Regions from separate parts of the Sus scrofa genome. Here region 2 is linked to region 1. A link is a contact called in public promoter capture Hi-C data. All regions are on one chromosome and are shown on one strand. Each heading gives the region's core, a stretch centred on a gene start, on an enhancer-like site or on the middle of the called end of the contact. The rest is flanking DNA. Distances are from core to core; before and after follow the strand shown. Region 1 holds the start of ZZZ3 (ZZ-type zinc finger-containing protein 3). Region 2 overlaps AK5 (adenylate kinase isoenzyme 5).

The links. Promoter capture Hi-C pulls out the DNA fragments that hold promoters and counts their contacts.
Region 2: a contact with region 1 is called in a promoter capture Hi-C map of liver, with 6 times the contacts expected there. The contact joins the enhancer-like site here to the promoter of ZZZ3 in region 1. A contact is called at or near these places in 2 of 5 promoter capture datasets (fetal liver and liver), 7 of 47 Hi-C or Micro-C datasets (fetal heart ventricle, heart right ventricle, liver and 1 more) and 1 of 2 datasets of contacts at active chromatin or transcription factors (skeletal muscle).

Annotation. Positions count from the first base shown.
Region 1 is chr6:135,602,223-135,609,105 of Sscrofa11.1, forward strand. It overlaps ZZZ3 (ZZ-type zinc finger-containing protein 3), which reads left to right and starts at 3,923. Exons shown (of 14, transcript XM_005653415.3): 1 at 3,923-4,127.
Region 2 is chr6:135,759,870-135,766,752 of Sscrofa11.1, forward strand. It overlaps AK5 (adenylate kinase isoenzyme 5), which reads right to left. Exons shown (of 14, transcript XM_003127921.6): 13 at 1,237-1,428. Among named protein-coding and RNA genes, the nearest start is that of ZZZ3, 160 kb to the left of the region's middle. Within about 2 kb of position 3,097, at least 5 of the 83 cell types and tissues checked have an H3K27ac peak or open chromatin away from gene starts, as enhancers often do. A contact at or near this core is called in liver, where this site is marked.

The sequences.
Region 1 (6,883 bases), core at 2,673-5,172:
TTTCTTTTTTCCTTTTTTTTGGCTTCCCCCGTGGCATATGGAAGTTTCTGGGAAGGAATTCAACCTGCACCACACCAGTGACTTGGGCCACAGCAGTGACAATACTGGGTCCTTAACTTGCTGAGCCATCAAGGAATTCCTCCTGGCATATTTCTTAAAAGAATGAATGAATGAACTACATTGATGGTTTTCTAAGTGTGTTCTGAGACAGTGCCTTGTGTGTCAGGGTAAGGGACTGAGGGAGAGGTCAGTCCTTGCCCACTTCCACGCCATCTTTTTGGGGGTTTGGATTCTGGCCTAAGATTGTGTTGTAAAAGGAATGCCAGTGCTTGAGAAAATATTACACAATCCCTTTAGATGATCTTGAAGCCTCTTGCGTTGTCACTATTCTGTGATTCTAGATGAAAAGGACCAAGGTCATATATGGATATATCACAATTAGGGAGTAGCCTTCACCGGTGAAGTTGGCAGTGGTTGTTTTTTCCACGAGCAAAAGAGCTCTTCTCTCCCTCTCTTGGATAACTGAAGATCTGAGGGGATTTTATCCCTTTCTACTCAGCTAGGATCTACCCTTACTTTTGGCATCCTTTTTTTTTTTTTGGTCTTTTGAGGGCCGCACTCGCGGTATGTGGAGGTTCCCAGGCTAAGGGTCTAATCAGAGCTACAGCTGCGGGCCTACACCACAGCCACAGCAATGCCAGGTCCGAGCCTCGTCTTCAACCTACACCACAGCTCACAGCAACCCGGATCCTTAACCCACTGAGTGAGGCCAGGGATCGAACCTGAAACCTCATGGTTCCTAGTTGGATCCCTTTCCGCTGCGCCATGACGGGAACTCCTGGCTCCCTTCTTTAGCGTCAGTGAAATGGTCCTTTCCTTTCATCCCTTTAGTGCTTGCTCCAAAGACTCTTGAGCGCTGCTGCTTGGGGCTACTTGTAATTCCCCTCTCTCATTTCCACACACTTTCATTCATGCAGTTCCCTCCGTTGAAAATGGTCTTTTTTCTCTGCTTTGCAAAGTCATGCTGTAATTCAAATGCCAACCCTGGTAAAACAACAACAAAACTTTCCCAAGTCCTACTCTGTTCCCACAATACCCTATTTATATCTCTATACAGAACTCCTGTAGCTCAAACTTGGGTAAGTTACTTAACCTAAGCCTATTTTCTCATCAAAAAAAAATGTGAATAGTATCACATGTTGCGTTCTCCAGAAGGCAGACTCTTACATGATTAGTGTGCATTTATTAGGGTATGCTCTTTGGATCATCTCTTGTGAGAGAGAAGTGGAACTTTGATACCATCCTAATGGGATGCAGGTTATTCTGGAAATGGGATGATCCATCAGAACGGTACCAAATTGAGATGAGAGGGCTGGCTTTCCAAAAATTCCGAGATAGTTTTTTTTTTTTTTTTTTGTCTTTTTTTTTTTGCCATTTCTTGGGCCGCTCCTGCGGCATATGGAGGTTCCCGGGCTAGGGGTCAAATCGGAGCTGTAGCTGCCAGCCTACGCCAGAGCCACAGCAACGCAGGATCCGAGCCGCGTCTGCGACCTACACCACAGCTCACGGCAACGCCAGAACCTTGACCCACTGAGCAAGGGCAGGGATCGAACCCGCAACCTCATGGTTCCTAGTCGGATTTGTTAACCACTGCGCCACGACGGGAACTCCCCGAGATAGATATTAGTGCTCCTGTATTGATCAGTCATTGGATTTGCCGCCTTTCGAAGGGGTGTGATATTAGGCAATGCCAGAATGGATCTTAGAAGTACATTTCAGTGCTCACCACTAAGAGTCTCTATCTCAGGATTACTGGAAGCCTGAAATAGGATAAAGTATAGGATTAGTACATAGCATATTGCATGGCACATAGGAGTCAAGAAGAGAGCTGTTACAGTTGTTTTAATGATTTTTATTTTGTTTCCATTATAGCTGGTTTACAGTGTTCTGTCAGTTTTCTACTATACAGCAAGGTGACCCTATCACACATACATTTTTTTCTCACATTATCATGCTTCATCATAAGTGACTATAGTTCCCAGTGCTGTTACAGTTATTTTAAATTAGAACCTGGCTCTAACAGCATATACAGCAAGGTAGGGAAACCCTGTTTTGTTTATTTTTGTGTCTCTAGTCCTAGTAGAAGGCCTGGAACTAAGTTGATTCAACAAAGAAAGACTTGTTGATGTGCCAATTTAAGAACATACCTGCCACAATTTATCTCCAAACATGTTCTTTTGAGTTGAACTCCCAACTAAAACAAGTACAAAAAGGCATTTCAACCATTTAACAATTTTCATTAGCAAAAGAAAAGGAGGCCCATATCCACTTGCCTAAAAAAAAAAGTTTCAAAGATAAGAAAACAAGAGAGCAATCAAGCAGTGCAGGATAACTGCAGAAGAGTTCCAGTTAAAGTGGCTTTTAGAAGTTCCTATTGTGGCTCAGCCTGTAAGGAACCTCACTAGTAACCATGACAACTTAAGTTCAATCCCTAATCCCGCTCAGTGGGTTAAGGAATGGTGTAGGTTGCAGATGCACTTCTGGATCTGCATTGCTGTGACTGTGGCCCCTAGCCTGACAATTTCCATATACTGAAGGTGAAGCCCTAAAAAGCAAAAAGAAAAGAAAAAAAAGGACTTATCTCTATCAGTGTGGGCCTTTATTTTCTTGCATGCTCACTATAGTTCCTTGATATGATTTAATAAGAGTATTAAACACTTTGTGCCAGGAGTTCCCGTTGTGGCTCAGTGGTTAACGAATCTGATTAGGAACCACGAGGTTGCGGGTTCGGTCCCTGGCCTTGCTCAGTGGGTGAAAGATCCGGCGTTGCCCTGAGCTGTGGTGTAGGTCGGAGACGAGGCTGGGATCCTGCATTGCTGTGGCTGTGGCGTAGGCCGGTGGCTACAGCTCACGATTGGACCCCTAGCCCGGGAATCTCCATATGCCACGGGAGTGGCCCTAGAAAAGGCAAAGACAAAAAAAACAAAAAAACAAAAAACAAACTTTGTGCCAGACACAGGTCTGTGGATACAGCAAGAGCAAAAGTCCTTCCTTACCTTTAAGGATCTCACATTCTTGGTGGTAAAGGGTGGACAAATGTCTGTAAGTGATAACTGTCATATAAGCAAGTAAAGACAGTAAGAGCGATGGTGCAAGTGTGCTCTTTTGGATAGAGCTGGTCTGTGAAGTTTCAGATGTCCACCTTTGAGAAGGGAACTGAAATACTTGTGGAACATCTACCACGTGGCTCAGCATAAGCAACCCGACAAGGATCCATGAGGTCTTGAGTTTGATTCCTGGCCTCAGTCAGTGGGTTAAGGATCCAGCAGTTGCCGTGAGCTGAGGTGTAGGCTGGCAGTTGCAGCTCCGATTTGGCCCCTAGCCTGGGAACCTCCATATGCCCCGGGTGCGGCCCTAAAAAGAAAAAAAAAAAAAAAAAAATCTGGAGGAAGTGTTCTAGCGCAGGCTATAGCAAACGCAAAGTCCTGAAGTGGATCGAGCCTGCGTGTTGTAGGAACAGCTAGAAAACCAGAGAGGCGTGCGAGGGTTCTATGCGGCTGGAGGAAGGCAGGAGCATATTCAATGTACATACAGATATTTTCCTACCTGAGACCACACTGCTAAGGGAGGGAGAGTGTACAAATCTCTCAAGAGGCCACAAAGGGCAGGATGAAGAGGACCAACGGCCGGGCTACCGGGAAGACTTTCCTCCAACGGTAGTACCCTGACTACAGGCAAGGGATGGAATGTGTCCTGCCCTCATTAGACCAACCTTTGCCGAGGGGCGCGGGCGAACCGCGGGGGCGAAACTCGGCCACCCCCGGCCCACCCGGCCCGCTGGCGCTGCACCGGCTGCGGTTACCAGCAGGCGGTGTAGTGAGCGCGCCAGCAGCCGCCACCGCCCGCCTGTCCCAGCGAGGAGGAGAAAGGAGGGGACCGGAAGGAGCCGCTGGTGCTGCGGGAAGTAGCAGGAGCGGGAGGCGGGGACCCACCTGGAAGCGCCCCGGCGCCGCTGTCGAGCTTCCTGCGGCGGCGGCCACCCAAGCCAGTGCCGTGGCGGGGGCGGAGAGCAGCCACGACGGCGGCGCCTCCCCGAGTGGCCCGAGGTGCCTGGCCCCACGCGAAAGGTGAGCAGGCGCTCGGGGCACGTGGTGGCGGCTAGAGATGGGGGAGGGAGAACGGAGCAGGAGGGAACCACCGGACAACCGATTCTGGGACCCGGATTTGGAACCGAGTGCAGGGAGGGGGTGGGCTGGAGGTAGCGGCGGCGGCGGCTGCGGCGGCGACGGCGAAGCCCCCACGTGGGGCGGGGGTGCGCGCGCACGTGTGCGCGGGCAAAAGGGGGGCGGGGAAGTCTCTGGGGCGGACGACGGGCGCGCGCTCGCTTAGTAGCGGTCCACGTGACCGGCACGCAGAGACTCTGCCTCCACGTGACATATTGGGGAGGTTGGCTGAGGCAGAGGGCTGCTGTGTTTGTTGTAGTGTAATCGTGGTCGTCTGAGGTTTTAGGGTTGTTTGCCGCTTTTCATCTCTACTAGGGGGTTATGAAGAGAAATATAAGACAGAAAAGACTTTCTGTTTTTTCTGTGTCACACTCATTCTTCTCTTCGTTAACGAAATACTTTTTATATGCCGAAATACTAGTTTCTCTGTACCGCCATGTTGGTTCTGCCGCAAACTCGCGAGATGCTTGTGGGCTTGTATCGCGAGATCTCCCGATTCTCGCGGGACCTTGTTGGCAGAGCAGTTGTCCTGGATGGCGGAGCCCTGGGTTCCGGGGGGCTTGAGACTCGCAACTCTTTCTACAAGGCAAGTTGATAGGGAGGGGCCGGGGCACGTGCCTCTTGGTGCCGGGAGACATGCTGTGTCAGCTTCCTCTAGTCCTGAAGGGAATGTATTGACCCATTTGAGGCGACACTATTCTCCCCACCCCCCTGCGGGCGCTCCGCCACCTGCAGAAGCGAATGCATCCCTCAGCCGGGGCTCCTTCTCCCCCGCTCAGTGATCGTTCCTCCCCCGTCTCACTGGAAGTTTGGAGCAGTGCTCGCACAGACGTGACGATTCCATTGGATACCGTTCCTCTTACTTTCAGACGATCTTGTCAGTTTTTCCCCTTGTTGCCATTTTCTAAAGAATTCCAGACCTGTTAACATTCTGTCGCTTGTTTCTGCCGCAGTACCTTTCTCCACTGGCTCTTCTCTGACGCCTAAGATAGAGCGCGTTCCATTTCTTCTCTCTGGGCATCATTTACTCCTAAACATTTATTTGATCATTTGATAACTTCTCCCTCACTCTAATTTACTTTGTATTTACGATAACTTGTGGTAGTATTTGTAGGGATCCTTTATATCTATGACAATACCTGACGTCGGAATAAAACCGTTCTTTAATTTTTTGTACGTGCCTGTTAACTCATAATTATCGATAAGATTTTGATAAGTACTGTTATGCGGTTGCCATCTTTGTTGTTCAAGGATGAATGTTTTAGATTGCATATTTAAGGTAATGGGATGTTTTAAGCCATTTAAAAGCAAACTTCTCTTCGTAAACTTTGATGTCAAAGTAGAGTTCAATTTCTCCTTAAATGAATTTGACAGATTACTTTTTCTCCATTTCCCCAGTGTTTTATCAAAATGAATTTATTCTGTACTTTTTTTGGTATTCTTGAGCAGTATTTGGATATATTTAGTTATATATAAACTTTGCTAAGTTAATTACAAGACTAATTTGATAATTAAGTAATCCATTCATGGGTTTTTTTTTTTATTTTATAAACTACAAACGTGTTAGTTGTCCCTGCACTTAGTGCGAAGAAGAATATAGGATGAAATGCTTCCTGAATCATTCCATCGAGTTGCCTTCCTCAGTCTTAAATCTCTGTAACTACTCTTAGCTGTAAGCTGTGTATTATTCCAGATATTTTCCATGCATTTGTTTTTCCATGTATGGAAGGGGAGGAAATGGAGGGGTGTTGTGTTAAGATACACTATCACAACATTAGCAATCAGTAAAAAATTTTCTACTCAATTCTGTGTTTATTTAGTGATAATGTACCTGTTTTTTGACTCATGCGTACATTACATGCTTTTAAAAAAATTTTTTTGGTCAGGTTTTTGATGGTGTAGTTTTGAGTGATAGTGATGTTTGCCCTAGAGCTTTAGTAAGCTGGCAGCTTTGTTCAAAAATAAAGTCCAGGTGAAATAAAATTTAAATAAATGTTTTATTACTTGAGTTTATTTATGTGTGTGTGTGTGTATATATATATATATATTTTTTTTTTTTTCTTTTCTTTTTTTGCTTTTCCTGTGGCATGTAGAAGTTCCCGGGCCAGGGATCGAATCCTCGCCACAGCATTGACCTGAGCCACTGCAGTGACAATGCTGGATCCTTAATCCACTGCACAAGGGAACTCTGAGCTTTATCTTTTTATGTTTAATATTTGTGTTATGTATTTACACTTATAGTCATGTTTATATTTTATGGTGCTTATGAATTCTAAACTGTTCCCAAGTGTGTGTGTAGGAGTTTTCCAGAAGTTTAAAAAGTTATCAGCTTAAGTATTTCTGACCATGCAGTTTAGTGAGAGTAGTAGATACATCAGTAGTTAATAACTGCTGCATATCTCCACTCTAAGCAGCATTTTGTGATTTCCTTTTTGTATTTTCTCCCTCAAACCTACCAGCAATGTTTATTAGACCTGTCATATAAAAAAAGTACCCATTCTTAGTGTGGTTTTCTCTTGTAATAGTTCAAGTAGGATTGTTGGGACGTAAAAGTGAGTGTTGAGGGGTGTGATGTGGGAAAGAGGAAAAGGAAACATGGGAGTGGATAGGTTGATACTGAAATGGAATTGAAGAAGTTGCAGAGCTATAGTTGAAGGAGC
Region 2 (6,883 bases), core at 1,847-4,346, 160 kb after region 1:
TCAGGACAATTACTGCTCCTCTTGGTCTGGTTTTCTCTTGCCTTTCCTTCCCCATCTCCTGTCCCTTCCTTGGGACCTTGTCACAGCCGAGGCTCCTCTGTGTGAAGTACTCGGCTCCTTCCATGGCACCCCTGCTTCAGGCTCGGTGCAGTTCTCCTCTGGCGAACTTCCTTCCAGCTTCCCCGAGACCAGGTTTAAGGGCCTCAGAACTCGCTCCGTGTTCACTTTGACCCCGTGTTGTGATCCCAGGCTTGTTTTTCTCCCCTACTAAGCCCGAGGCTCCAGCAGGAAAGAAACTCATCTTATCTGCATCCAGGCAATGGGCGGCACAGAGGAGGTGTCTGATACGTGTTTCCTAAATGGGTGAGTGAATGGGGACTGGGTAGCTTTTCCAAATTCATGAACTTAACCGCGACAGCAGGATTCTTGTTCACGATCATTAAGCTGACACCACCGATTTCCTCCCTGTTTCACCTCATCTGCTGTCCTGGCCTCAGATGTGGCTTCTCCCAGGAACACTAGTCATTGCAGGAAACTGGAGGAAGGCAGCCAAGTGTCAATTACGAACTATGCAAAAACCTAGAATTTCAAAGTTGAGTTTATTTTATTTTTCCAAGTTGAATTTAGACCTAGACTAGACCTCTTGGATCCTCCTGTTCAGCTGAGGTTGGGAAGGCAGAAATTTATGCCTCCCTCTCTCTTTCTCGGAAAAAGGAGTGGTTTCCAGCAACTATAATGGCACCTGTAAAAACTGCATGGCCGGCCTTTCATGATCACATGAGGACAGGTATTTAATTTTGACTGATACAAAAGCGAAGAGAGTAAGGGACCTGTAAGTTGACACAAATCATGCAGCTATATGCAGTTCTAATTTCAAGATCTCCATATCCCAACTTTCCACTTTTTTTTTTTTTTATCTCTTTTCTTAAAAAATAAAAAAGTGGGAGTTCCCGTTGTGACGCAGTGGTTAACGAATCCGACTAGGAACCATGAGGTTGTGGGTTCGATCCCTGGCCTCACTCAGTAGGTTAAGGATCTGGCATTGCCGTGAGCTGGCTCGGATCCCGAGTTGCTGTGGCTGTGGCATAGACGGCTGGCTACAGCTCCAATTCAACCCCTAGCCTGGGAACCTCCATATGCTGCGGGAGTGGTCCTAGAAAAGGCAAAAAGCAAAAAAAAAAAAAAAAAAAAAAAAAAAAAAGTGGGAGGCTGGCTTATTGGGGGGAGGCGACTCACCTTATGTAGCTGTGTTTTGGTCTCATAGTAGGCGACCACAGGGATGGAGGCTCGGTAGTAGGTCTCAAGGCGCTTGGCAATGGTGGTGGTGTCCTCGTCCGCGCACGGGCTGCTCTGGCGCCTCTGGAGAAGGCGGTTGGTCATGGTGTCTGCCGAGCAGTCCATACAGATCACCAAATGCGGGTCCCCGATCTGGGGGCGGAGAGCACAACATGGTCAGCAATTCCCCTCTCCCAGGTTCTGGAAAGATCTGGGGGTCCTGGTTCATTCCTTCCTTGGCCTTCTGCTTCCTCCCAAGGTCTCAGACCCACCTTGTGGCAGAGGGAGGACTGCTTGTTGCCGGGTCAGTGGCTTTCCAAAGGCTGCCTCAGAGCCGTCCCTTGTCCTAAGTTTTCACTCATCTCATGCAATGCAGGGATTATCCAGAATGCTACCCAATGCAGTCACGATCTGTCCTCCACACTAAGGGGAGGTGTGGGTGTGGGTGTGGGTCTGGTGGGTGTGGGTGTGATGTTTCTTGCTGGGAGCTTTCCTTGACCTACTGAGGCAGACTAATCACCTCCCATTTGTACCACCATCTTACACCAGCCACCAGGAGCACCGTGTGGCTGTGTCTGTATTACACGGGATTAGGACACCATGATGGTTGGGGTCACACAAAGCTTGGGGTCAGGCTGCTTAGGGTCAAATCCTGGTGTGGTGACTTGTCTCTAAGATGATCTCCATTGATTCCTTACCTTGATGTACTTTAAGCTCTTCCCCCACTGAGACAGAGTCCATTCCTCTCTACCTCTTTGAATCTGAATTAATCTGTAACCGTTTGTTTGTTTTCCTTTGGCTGAGCCCATGGCATACGGCAATTCCCGGACCAGGGATAGAACTCATACCACAGTAGCTACCCACGCTGTTGCAGTGACAAGGTGGGATCCTTAACCTGCTGCACCACAAGGGACTTCTGAACTGTACCGCCTTGACCAACAGAATCTGGTGGAAGCAAGATAAAAAGTTTTGCAGTTCCTGCCTGGCCATCTAAGACATCCAAGGACTGACTGCCAAGCTGTGAAGAAGCCCACGCTTGCCACATGGAGGAGCCACGTGGACAGAGATGCCTGACTAGCCCTTAGCTGTTTTGGACATCCCAGGCTCTGCTCCAGACATGTCTACACTCGGCCTTAGCCACTCTCTGACTGCAGCTAAATAAAGGACTTCACGTGAGAACCAGCCAGCTGAGCCCATCAGCCTCCAGAACCCTATTGGAGAAAAGAACTACTTATTAGAAGTTTCTTGACTTCATCATTAATTAAAAGTGTCACTCAGCCTCTCTGCACCCCAACTTTCTCATTTGTACCATGATGATGATTACAGAACTGCTGTGAGGATTAAATACAATTAAATAAAATAATTAAGTAGATTGCTTGGCATGTAGCAAACAGGAACTACCAGCTATATACCAGCTTATTTCGAATACTGGGCTATGGTCTTTGGATCAAAGGAAACCTTTGCTCCCTCCTGATCCTGTGGTGGAAATGAAGGCTCACCTCCCCACTGTGAAAAGAGCCTGGGTGGGATGGACACAAAGTCAGGGCAGGGGAGGACCTGAAGACAACACAGAGTTCCAAGTTGTTGGTAAGTTTTTTCATTTATCTATCCCCTCTGAAGAAGGTATTTTAAGGAACAGAGTGAAAAATCTAGAAGAAAAAAATTCGAAATCTATGAGTAAAATAAGCTCTGGAACATGTCGTAACTCTTCTGTCTTTATTAATTGGAAGGAAAAAAATATGAGCCTTTGAGCAGTAGGAAGGCAGGGCGTTAAGTTTGAAAGACAATGACCCTGATCCGCCAGCAGAGGGCGAGCTTGGGAGGCAGCCTAGGGTTCAGTTACAGAGTTTGGCTCCTGGAACAATTTCCCGATGGGGTTGTCTTTGGAGACTAGGCGATTTTTCTTATGGTGGGAGTTTTCAGGCTACTTGGCGGCGGTGGGAAGGGGAACAAAAGATCATTCAGGGACTCACTCAGGTACAAACAAGGATAATGTGTGCCTGAGCTGGCAGTAATTGGACCAATATAAGTGTAGGACTGAGATGTAGCTTTGTGTTCTACATTGATTCTCAAAGTGTGGGCCGTGGACCAGTGACACAGGCTTCATCTGGGAGCATGTTAGCAATGCAGAGGCTCAGGCATCATCCCCAACCTACTGAGACTCTGAGTGATTGAAGGAGATCCCTGAGTGATTCTTCACAAAATAATAGCTTGAGAAGCTGTTCCACCAAGCCATTTCCTTGTGCCAAGACTGCGGTTTGACCTAACCCATCACTCCTGGAGGCAGCACTCCTTTTCTACATTAAAAGCTATGGAGCAGTCATTCCATTTGCAAGTGGCTGGTACCACTGATTTTTTTTTTTCCACTAATAGATTTTTAATTTCTAAAAGTTTTAGATTTATGGAAAAACTGAGAGGATAATACAGAAAGTAACCATACCACTCCCAACCCCCAGTTTCCCCTTTTAGGTCTTTACTGTGGTATATTTGTTACAATTTATGGAATGGTACTGAAATCTTAACTGAAGTCCACAGTTGACTTTAAGGCTCATTCTCTGTGTTGTGCCTTCTATGGGTTTTGACAATGGCACAATGTCCTGATCCACCATTATAGTATAATGTGTAATAGCTTCCTCCTTCCAGAAAATCTCTGTGTGCTTCCTATTCATTTCTCTCTCTCTTTCTTCCCTATCCCTGGCAGCTACGATCTTTTTACTGTCTCTATAGTTTTGCCTTTTCCACAATATCCTATTGTTGAACTCAGACCTTTTCAGCTGGCTTCTTTCACTTAGTAATCAAGATGCATTTAAGTTTCCTCCATATCCTTTCATGGCTTCGAAGCTCATTTCTTCCATTGACGTAAAGTTTTTGAAATCTTTGAATGAAATGTCATTTAATTATTTTTCAAAACGCTTGGATGTATTCCTTTAGAAAGTCCCTGGGAGCAACTCTGCCTCTTCTTCCCTGGACGGTGGTTGGCTTCTAACAGCCCGTGGGTGGGAGAACAGAGAGCTCTGTCCTTGTCTGGATGAATAGAGACTTGGGGACACTCCATGCCCCCCGGGGTCCCCCTGCTGGCTCCGTGGAATTCTGCCCTAGCAGCACTGGGCTCTTCAGGGCCTCAGGGTATTCAGGGGAGCCCTATTACAGCACAAGGGCCCTGTGAGAATATCTCAGCAGCTGACGCACTGTGCCGTCCCTCTTAACCCTTCCAGCACCCTGCAGGGAGGAAGCAGAGGCCCGCAGAGGTTAACTTGCTCAAGATCACTGAGGACTAGTTAGTGGTAGTCCCCCAACCAGCTGCCTGTAACTCCAAAGCCTGGTGACTTCACCCTAGTGGACAGTGCCAGAGCCTTCAGAATGGGACCCAGGCCCAATGCCTGGGGGGCCAAATGGAGCCGAGAGAGGAGGGTGGGGTAGTAGGCAAAGAAGTGGACAGTGTCAGAGGCCCTTTCATTTATTTTGCAGAAACCGGCTCTCACGTGCTTTCTGGGTCCTGGTGGGGTTCAGCCCTGACCCCAGCTGAGAGCAGCCCACTGGGTGAGGAAGTCAGCAGGTGGAGCAGAAAGAGGCATTTACCCTGCTGTCCTTTAGTTTTCTTCTGATTAAGTCAGGACAGTGTTAGGCCATATTACCACTGAGCAAGGTCCTGCCATGCGGATCTTCTGTGGGCTCAGGGGATTAGCTTTCTTGTTCTCTCTGAGTGCCTCAGTTTCCTCATTTTCTTTTCTTTCTTTCTTTCTTTTTTTGCACTTAACTCCTTTTTTTTTGGTCTTTTTAGGACCGCACCTGTGGCATATGGAAGTTCCCAGGCTAGGGGTCCAATCGGAGCTGTAGCTGCTGGCCTACACCACAGCCATAGCAAGGCCAGATCCAAGCTGAGTCTTTGACCTATACCACAGCTCATGGCAACACCAGATCCTTAACCCACTGAGCGAGGCCAGGGATCAAACCTGCACCCTTGTGGATACTAGTCAGATTCGTTTCTGCTGAGCCACGACGGGAACTCCTATTTTATTTTTCAATTAAAAAAAATTTAGGGGGGAAATTTAGGGGAAATTCAGTACCATTCCATAAATGTAACAAATACCACAGTAAGACCTAAAAGGGTAAACTGGGGTTGGAGTGGTATGGTTACTTTCTGTATTATCCTCTCAGTTTTCCATAAATCTAAAACTTTTAGAAATTAAAATCTATTAGTGGAAAAAAAAAAATCAGTGGTACCAGCCACTTGCAAATGGAATGACTGCTCCTAGCTTTTAATGTAGAAAAGGAGTGCTGCCTCCAGGAGTGATGGTTAGGTCAAACCGCATCTTGCACAAGGAAATGCTGGAAAGCCTCAAAAAATTTTTTTTTTTTGGCAGTGTCTGACGCATGCAGAAGTTCTAGGACCAGGGATCAAACCCACACTGGAACAGTGACAATGCCAGATCCTTAACCCGCTGAGCCACCAGGGAATACCTCAATTTCCTCATTTCAAATGAGGCTGACAAGAGTTCCTACCTCCTCTAACAGTGGTGAGGATTAAATGTGTGAACACACTGCCCATTTCAAGAATATGTAAATGTGAGCTAAGGTTATCTAATGTGGGCCTGGCAATGTTTTCATCCCTTTAAACTTTATAAAGGCTCTTGTTGGTCAGACGTGGGTTGAGAAAGGATCAGAGGCCCCACTCACACTTTTAGCCTAAGTCACACACTCCAGTGTGTTTACCAGCCTCCCTGCACTGGAAGATGACAGCCCAGCTAATGGCAGTCACAGGCCGATGACACATTTGCTCTCACCCCTGAACTTTATCCCCCCTTGGAACCTCAGTGGAGGCGGGGTGAAGGGGGTCATTCCAGCCTTTCTGAATACACAACCCTAATAATCATAATTCCACCCCGGGGAGTTCCCGTCGTGGCTCAGTGGTTAACGAATCCAACTAGGAACTCTGAGGTTGCAAGTTCATCCTTGGCCTTGCTCAGTGGGTTAAGGATCCGGCATTGCCATGAGCTGTGGTGTATAGGTGCAGACGAGGCTCGGATCCTGCGTTGCTGTGGCTCTGGCGTAGGCCGGTGGCTACAGACCTGATTAGACCCTTAGCCTGGGAACCTCCACATGCCTCGGGAGCAGCCCTAGAAAAGGCAAAAAGACAAAAAAAAAAAAAAAAAAAAAAAATTCCACCCCATCGCCAACATAATGCCTGCCCTGATAGTGCCATTACACAGTCGACAGTTCTGCAGGGAACCGGAAGTCAGAAAAAGAGTACAGAAAGTCTCAAGTGGAAAATTCCAAAGCTCCCCACAATTCCAAACCACCAGGAAACACCAACTGAAAAGTTCCCTGGCTGGCCTCCAGCCTCAAAACTTTTTTTTTTTTTTTTTGCTAAGAGCTCATCTCGCAGGTTAGAATGCATTGATAAACAGAATCACTTATTCTGTAGCTAAAGAGTTAAGAAGTGGTCAAGAGCAGCAAGGCAGTGGGACATACGGTCATTATCCACACATCCACCAAAGCTCATCTGCGTAGTCAGGCTAAGGCCAGAGTTTCAGCTAAGAGACTCCTGGGAGGGAAAGGCAAGAACAATCCTATGCATTTTACTTCTGTTAATATGTGCTGAGTTTGG